Linked DNA regions of Sus scrofa: region 2 is linked to region 1. Evidence: chromatin contacts called from public HiChIP or PLAC-seq data. All regions are on one chromosome and are shown on one strand. The core of a region is the stretch at or near the end of the contact, and the rest is flanking DNA. Distances in the headings are between cores, read along the strand shown. Region 1 overlaps BASP1 (brain acid soluble protein 1). Region 2 overlaps LOC106506454 (a long non-coding RNA gene).

What was found. HiChIP or PLAC-seq counts read pairs in DNA pulled down with a chosen protein or histone mark.
Region 2: an H3K27ac HiChIP or PLAC-seq map of alveolar macrophages shows a contact between it and region 1. The contact joins two enhancer-like sites. A contact is called at or near these places in 1 of 47 Hi-C or Micro-C datasets (epiblast stem cells) and 1 of 2 datasets of contacts at active chromatin or transcription factors (alveolar macrophages).

The regions. Positions count from the first base shown.
Region 1 is chr16:6,415,888-6,420,317 of Sscrofa11.1, reverse strand. All of the region lies in intron 1 of BASP1 (brain acid soluble protein 1), which reads right to left. Among named protein-coding and RNA genes, the nearest start is that of BASP1, 34 kb to the right of the region's middle. Within about 2 kb of position 1,332, at least 16 of the 83 cell types and tissues checked have an H3K27ac peak or open chromatin away from gene starts, as enhancers often do. A contact at or near this core is called in alveolar macrophages, where this site is marked.
Region 2 is chr16:6,515,728-6,519,989 of Sscrofa11.1, reverse strand. The region is part of intron 1 of LOC106506454 (a long non-coding RNA gene); the gene reads right to left. Among named protein-coding and RNA genes, the nearest start is that of BASP1, 130 kb to the right of the region's middle. Within about 2 kb of position 2,584, at least 5 of the 83 cell types and tissues checked have an H3K27ac peak or open chromatin away from gene starts, as enhancers often do. A contact at or near this core is called in alveolar macrophages, where this site is marked.

The sequences.
Region 1 (4,430 bases), core at 83-2,582:
TGGGGGCTGCTGTGGGTCAGCAGGTGCAATGGCTCGTGATTTAATCCATGTAGAGGCAGATGGCAAGTGCCAAACTCAAATTCACAAACACAAAGTAAAGGAAAGAATTACCAGATATCCTTCCTCAAACTTGGCAAAATATACAAATAAATAAATAAATAAATAAAATTAAATTAAAAATTCGGACAAGAAGCCAGCCACCAGCCACTTCCTAGTTTTTCCCATAGCCTTAGAAAAGCAAGTTAAGAAACCCCATTGCCTGAATCCATGAGCATTTTTCCTGGACTTAGGCAGCTACTCGGGAATGTGGCACTGCATTGAATCACACCAACATCAGGCTAGTACTCAGCTGGCTGACCAAGTGCTAAATACCATCCCGACATGTGGAACTTAAAACAGGGCACCCGTTTAATGGCTCAATGGAGTACCGCTCGGCTTGTTCAAGCCACACAATAATTCACCTGAATAACTGCCTTCGAAAAGGAACTAACACCACTCCTTGCATAGGTTTTATAAACCTGAATCTTTATAAGCATCTGTTACACTTGGGCTTGAGCTTCACCAAGGCCACTACCAGCTGCTTGTGTTCAACAAGCCGCTTTTAACTCTCCAGGGCTTGGTTATTTGAATTTGTAATGTTAACGACTAGAACTACATCCCTCAGATCTCTAAGTTTCCATCTTTACACAAATATGCTATAACATACGTATATAATTAGATTTTCCTGAGCATTCAAACCCTCTTACACATTTATTTCAGAAATGCCACTAATGTCCAGACACTGTGCTACCTGCAAGGGCTGCCAATGGGAACCCAGGTGGACTCTGAGAGCCCATAGCTCTTTCAAGTCTAGGTTAGAGAAGATTATGCCTCTTAAACAGGTCAAAGGTAACAGCAAATGCTAGCTTGTGGGATGAATTCTGATGGTTCGGCTTACCTATTTTAACAAATATACTACAAGAGAAAGTCAACTTATTTGGCAAAAATTAGAGAAGAAATTGCATAGGTGGGGGCCCAAATCTTTGCTAACGAGGGGCCTCCTTCAAATTTTCTGAGCACTGTCTGAGATGTGGCCCAAGGTGGGAGCTGCTAAAAATGGGGTGCCGAAAGGCAAAGGTGGGAAAGCATACTGATACCAAACAAACGAGGGAAAGGGACACCTCAGATGTCAAGGAGAGACACCTCAAGAGGTGACTTGGTCCCCTTGGTCTACTAGTCAGACACAGATTCCTTCCGGCTGGTTGATCAAAGGCCCTATATCCCATGCACTCAACCTCCGGCTCCTATGTGTGGGTGTCTGGAGTTCACTGTCAATGTACTCTGATCTGTAGGACATTGCTAAATGGAACATGCCGATGACAGCATTGAGTCTTAAGCAATCCTAGAGTTGTGATAGATACAGTCTTAATAAGAAAGTCAAAGGCAAACACAGCATCCACTGAAAACAGAAGGTAGAGGTGATAGAAAAGATGTATAGAACATGACAAAGTTTATCCAACTTAAATAAGCAAGAAAAACAAAGTCTTGGTAAAGATCCCGAGGGTTCTACTTAACTCGATCCCATCACCAACCTTGCACTCCCACAACTTCCTACCCTGTCACACCAGCTGGGTGATGGGTAACAGATTACAACATTTCCTGACTGACACCAGGCATCCGCGTGGGGCAAGAGATTTCAAAACACACAACAGTCTTAGACTGTCACAGGTACCACAGACTCCATATGACTCTTAGATAGAAGGAGAGGATTGAATAAAAGCTTGGAAGGTAGTACTATGCTATGACTCATGAGTCTGTTAATGCGAAAAGCCTAGTGAACGTATTATAGTATTAAGTGGGTAAATTATTGTACTATGTCATTACCATGAGACCAAAAATAGATGAAGTTGAACCAAAGGGAAGAAGAATTTTTGTGAGGATGGCATCTTCTAGCTCAAGTGAATGTCCGCCCACCCCACACAGCTCTGGACCTACAAGGTTTTTCTCTATGACAAAGGCATTGAGCTATTTCATCCCTAAAATTCCATGTGTCTAAAATACTATTGCAGTAAGTATTAATGTCTCAAACTAATTACTGGTTTGCAAAAATGATCCTAAATACGTACATAAATAAATGTTGCCTGTTAGAATAAATGATCATGTAACATGAAGAAAAAAATTTAAGCTACACCTTCAGTTAGCCGGAAGGCTAAAAAGAACAGGTGAATGAAAATAACCTAGGACCATCCATAAGAGAGGGAGCATCTATTAAGACAGAGATCAACGTCAGAACATTTTTATTTCCTTTGGTGTCACTTGAAATAGGCTGTCCAAGCTACCATCTACTGAAACAAGAGCATTCAAGATAAATGGTGCTTTAAGACTTATTTCCTCTGTTTGAATATCAAACTTCTTACTAATTTAAACCTAAAATGTCTTCAGGCTCATGACCAAGGCAGTAAAGCTTTCTTATTCTAGATCACATGATTCAGATCACATGATTCACCCTTTGTAATGACGCAAACACAGGCTTTTTACAATTCTTACTGAATTCTTATCTGAGAAATGAATACAGTTATTCAAAATGTATTGAATTCTTCATTACATACTGAAGATTCACTGCAAATCAAACTTTTTTTTTTTTGGCTTTTTAGGGCTGCATCTGCATCATATGGAGATTCCCAGGCTAGGGGTTGAATCGGCTACAGCTGCCAACCTACACCACAGCCATGCCAGATCCGAGCCGAGTCTGTGACCTACACCACAGCTCCTGGCAACGCTGGATCCTTAAACCCACTGAGCGAGGCCAGAGATCGAACCTGCATCCTTGTGGATGCTAGTCGGGTTCATCAACCGCTGAGCTCTGCAAATTGGAACATTTCTATCAATTTCTGTCACCTTGCTTTACTTATTCAGACAGATTTATGCCATTTCTAACTATCTTTGAAAGCTGACTATGCTAAAATCCAAACCACCTTTTTTATTTGAAATAGTGAAACTTGATAGTCACGGGTGATTATAACATTCAGAGGATTCCCCAAACCCTGCCAGGTCTTCTGAGCTCCCCCAGACACTCTAATTTCAAAGACCTTCTGTAAGAGGAGGAATATTTAATTTCCCACAAGTCATGATGAGAGCCGAAGACCAAAGAGATAATAAACAGTACTCAACAGCAGTGAGAGCGAGGTTCATGAAGGAGTGACCTATATGTATTACTAGGTTGCATGCAGCCTGCCTGGCCTGGGAGGGCACTTTTAAATAAACACAAAGGACGAATTACAACTACTTCAGCAAAAATAGGCTTTTTCAATTACAAATAAATGAGACCGAACTACTAAAAATAATCAAGAATCTACTTAACAATTCTTTTACAAATGATTTGTGCTCCTTTGTCATAATCAGTACTTACCTGCACACAAGATATTAGAGACTTTCTAGTTTATTCTTTCACGAGAAAAAGATAGTTCCCTTAAAAATTTCATCTAGTTCACATCGACAACAAGTTTCAACTACAATACAAATAGAGCTGCAAGTGGAACCTACCAGAAAATTATCAACATGCAAATTCCACCTAGAATGCTGTTCTCAGATAGCGATGAACATCTGCATAATATAGCCAAAAAACAGGAGATAAAGTAAGGGATGTTCAAAGGTTTCCCTGCTCCATAAAGCTCCCTGAAAGTGCTAGTGGTTTTATCACTGCTGAGTAAAATGCATGCAATTTTGCTAAATAATTCAAGTATCCAAACTTTGTTGCACAGATTCCAGTCTAACCCCACAGATGCTGGGGTACACGCGGATGGTCAAGGCAACCCAGCAATGTCTCCGTTTGGAAATCAAGGCTCTCCATGATTTATGATTGAAAGAGAGGGATCAGTTTGAGAGATTAGGAAGGACCTTGATAACAGAAGTCCATCGAGACTACCCAGGAGAAAACAGAACAGAATAGTGAATCTAATTTCACACTTTGCAGCCATTCTCCTCAAACTGTCATTACACTTATAAAAGATCACTACAGAGATAAGTTAATGTGAAAAACAAAATTAGGAGTTCCCACAGTGGCACAGTGGCTGAAGGATCTGGCATTGCTGCAACTGTGGTCTAGGTCCCAGGTGCAGCTGGGATTCAATCCCTGGCCTGAGAACTTCCATGTGAGGCGGGGGCAGCCGGAAAAAGAAAAAAATTAAAATACAAACAAAATTAGTTAAATATTTTGAGTTCTGGAAATGAAAAAGAACAACTGCCTAGCTTCACAATTGTGGTGGATGATTTTACCTGTAGGATTAAAAGGGGAAATTCTAGAATTTAGCTTTCTTCTAGAGCAAGGGTCAATAAACTGGGCCATCAGCTTGTTTGGGAAAATAAAGCTTAACTGGAAGACAGCCATGCCCAATCATGTACATATTGCAGCAAAAGCAGAGTTAAGTAGTTGTGGCAGAAATTGTAGGGCT
Region 2 (4,262 bases), core at 1,335-3,834, 98 kb before region 1:
TTCCAAGTTCAATAAAGCAAAAGGACGAGTCAAACAAAAGCAATATTAGTGTGAGTATAATTCAGAGTTCTCCAGAGGAACGGAACCAGTAGGAAATATATATGTGTGTGTGTGTGTGTGTGTGTGTGTGTATACACATATATGTATGTATAAATATGTGTGTGTGTGTAAATATACATATACATACCTATACATTTTTTGGAGATTTATTTCAAATAATTGGTTTACATTGTTGTGGAGATTATCTAAAACGTGTAGGGCTGGTGGCAGTCTGGAAACTCAGGTAAGATTTCTATGCTTGGAGTTCCCGTCGTGGCTCAGTGGTTAATGAATCCGACTAGGAACCATGAGGTTGGGGGTTCGATCCCTGGCCTTGCGTGGGTTAAAGATCCGGTGTTGCTGTGAGCTGTGGTGTAGGTCGCAGATGCGGCTCAGATCCTGCGTTGCTGTGGCTCTGGTGTAGGCCGGTGGCTACAGCTCCGATTGGACCCCTAGTCTGGGAACCTCCATATGCCGCAGGAGCGGCCTAAGAAAATGACAAAAAAAAAAAAAAAAAAAAAAGATTTCTATGCTGCAGTTTTGAAGCATAATTTCTTCTTCATCCAAGAAACCTCAGCTTTTGCTATTAAGGGCTTCAACTAATTGGACAAGACCTATTGATATTACCAAGGGTAAATATCTTTATTTAAAGCCAATTAATAGTCCCTTTTTTTTTTTCCTTTTTTTTTTTTTTTTTTAGTTGCATCTATGGCACATAGAATCTCCCAGGCCGGGGATCAAACCTGTGCCATAGCAATGACCCAAGCCACAGCAATGACAATGCCAGATCCTTAACCCACTAGGCCACCAGGGAACTCTTGCACATTTTTTAAAATTGTGGTATAGTTGATTTACAATATTATATGTTTCAGGGATACAATATAGTGATTCACAATATCTAAAGATTATACTCCATTTATAGTTATTATAAAATATAGGCTATATTCCCCATGCTATGCAATATATTTCTTATAACTTACTTATTTTATACATAGTAGTTTATCCCTCTTAATCCTCTTTTCGTTAAATTTTTTTAAATTTTAGTTTATTTTTTCTTTTATTTTTATTTAAAATAAAATTTTAATTTATTTTTTTCCCTCAATTTTAAACTTTTTAAAATGTTTAACATTCTTATTGAAATACAGTTGATTTACAATGTTGTGATAATTTCCACTGCACAGCAATGGGACTCAGTTATACATATACATATATCCATTCTCTTTCAGATGCTTTTCCCATATAGATTATGACAGTCTATCTGGTAGAGTTCCCTGTGCTACAGGTCCCTATTGGCTAGTCATTCCATATACCTCAGTCAAACCCCCAGCCCTTCTCTCCTACCCCCTACTTGTGCCCTTTGGTAACCAGAGTTTTATTTTCAGTCTACAAGTCTGTTTCTGTTCTGCAAAAAAGTTCATTTGTATCTTTTTTTCAGATTCCACATATAAGTGACATCATAAATTGGCTAAAACATTGTGTTTTTATCAAATAAGCAAACAAAGTCATTGATTGTAGATATTAACCACATCTACAAAATGCTTTCACAGCAATCCCTAGATTACTGTTGGGTTATGTATTTGAGTGCTATAGCCTAGGCAAGTTGACACATAAAACTAGCTCTCACAGCATGGTCATCCTTGTGGGTCCATAATACCTTTATAGTTCCAGTATCAGCAAAGACTTATCAGATTGGGGAGAACATAACCAAAGCATGAAAGGCGTGGGCTCCTGCTTGGCAAGAGAAGATCAGCAAATGATAGAAATATTATCACAGAAAGGTGCATAAACCACATAAGCTATAATCACATAAGCTGTGGAGAGACATCTTATAAGGCCAAAACCCAACACTAATTAACACATTGACTTTAGTCCTTTGTATGCTTTTATTATCAAAACCAATCACCATTTGATTTAAGCAAACCATACCACGTTAAAGGAAGGCATTTAACTGTCTGAGCTGAAAAAAGTCTCACATTATACAGGTTTTAATTTTAGCCAGGCTATGTAATACTTCTCTGTTGTCAAAGTATATGGTTTTTTTTTAACTTGATGGTGTTGTATAAAAATAATTATGAAATAAATTCTGATTCATCAATTTATAGATTATGCCTCCTTAACAGTTTTACCATACAAAAGTGCTATAATTAAGGAAATGAGAAAAAAATTAAAGGATAAGGAAGTTGCTAGAATAATTAGCAGCTAGCTTTTATTCTAGCTGCCATGTTTCTTTTATATCCTAGTTTCACTTCTTTTTTTCATTCCCTCGCATTTAAAAAAAAGAAAAGAAAAGAATGAAAGAAATTACCCTTTGGAAACTAGAACTATCAATATCAAATCTCTATCTTGAGCTTTATGATGATTAATCTTATGTGTCAACTTGGCTAGGCTACAGTGCTGAAGTGTTCGGTCAAACACCAGTGGAAACGTTCTTGTGAAGTATTTGAGGATGTGATGAACATTTACATCAATAGACTGTGAATAAAGTAGATTACTCTCCCTAATGTGATTGGGCCACATGCAATCAGCCGAAGCTTTCCCATAGAAGAGGAAGTTCTCCACAAGACTCTAACAGAGAAGCTCTGCCTGCTTTTGGACTGCTGCCCTGTGGAGTGTAGCCTGAACAGCGAAATATCAGCTACCCAGATTTCCAGCCTACTGGTCTGTCCTTTCAGTTTTGGATTTGCCAGCCCCAGGAATTGCATGAGCTGATTCCAGTCAATCAGTTAATAGATAAATAGATGCTACATAGATAAATAAATATGGGGGGGGTATGTGTGTTTGGAAAGAGATATATACACATACTGTTGTACTGTTTCCCTGAATTCATACAAAATTCTTCCTAAAATTTTTCATAAATATTTTACACAAGAAGTACAACTCATTGTAACAAAAAAAGTCTTAGTTTATATGTCTGATTTTTTGGTTTTGTTTTTTTCTTTTTAGGGCCGCCGCTGAGGCATATGGCGTTTTCCAGGCTAGGGGTCAAATCGGAGCTACAGCTGCCAGCCTACACCACAACCACAGCACCGCAGGATCCAAGCCTCGTCTGCAACCTACACCACAGCTCACAACAATGCCAGATCCTTAACTCACTGAGCGAGGCCAGGGATCCAACCCACAATCTCATGGTTCCTAGTCTGATTCATTTCTGCTGCACCACAACGGGAACTCCTATATGCCTGCTTTTTACCAGAAATTAAATAATTTATTTCAGTGGTATGAGGTGCCTTAAGTTTTAACCTGAAAGGTTTGAGATGTATTTCTTTTTCTTTATTTTGACCTTGACCTTTCAAGGACTCACATACCTGTTCATTCATAAACAGCAGTTGGCAAGACTGGATACATGCTTCCTCCTTCCAAATACTGCCTTATTATTGCCTGAGGTTTCTAGGTAATGGATACTGGCCAGTCTAAATAAATGACAGATGTTCAGCATGGAACCTGCATGCCTGTGCCTAGAGAGGATAAGAATTTGCTGTGGTGGAATTAGGAAACCAAACCAATATGGTAACCTGGGGTTGTCCACTGGGACAGCTGGAGATTATTCTATTATCACCCTTTCTTAGTGCCTACTTCTGTGGAGCCATTCAGTCAATTTTCATTTGCCTAATTAATCTGAGAATAGCCATGGTTAAGGAACAGAGGAAAAGTATAACAGACGTGATGTGAATATTAATCTCTTATGAGACCGCTTTATTGATAAGTTTTGCTGAAATGGGTAAGCTTTGCCTTGTTGCCAAGGCAACCTGTGCACAGGAATAATGGAACTGTACCTCATTCTGGCAAATGGTCCTTGCAATTTAATAAACAGAAAAATAAATATAGCTCCAGACTCCCATCAGAGGAAAGAAAGAAAAGAAAAATACAAAAGGGAGAAAGATGGTGTTTGGGGAGGTGGATATTGGGTTTCGAGACTGGGATTAAATGTTCTCTTCCCAGAAGCAAGCCAATTCTATCAGGAATACAAAAAGCTTATATCACAGCCTTTGAAAACAAACTTTTGGTTACCAAAGGGGAAAGGTGGTGAGGGGTATGGATTGGGAGTTTGGGATTGGTATACACATGGTGTGGAATGGATGGTCAGTGGAGACCTGCCGTATAGCCTAGGGAACTCTACCTGATATTCTGGAGTAATTTATATGTGAAAAGAATCTGAAAAAGAATGGATATGTGTATATGTATAACCGAATCACTTTTTTGTAGAGCAGAAATTATCGCAATAT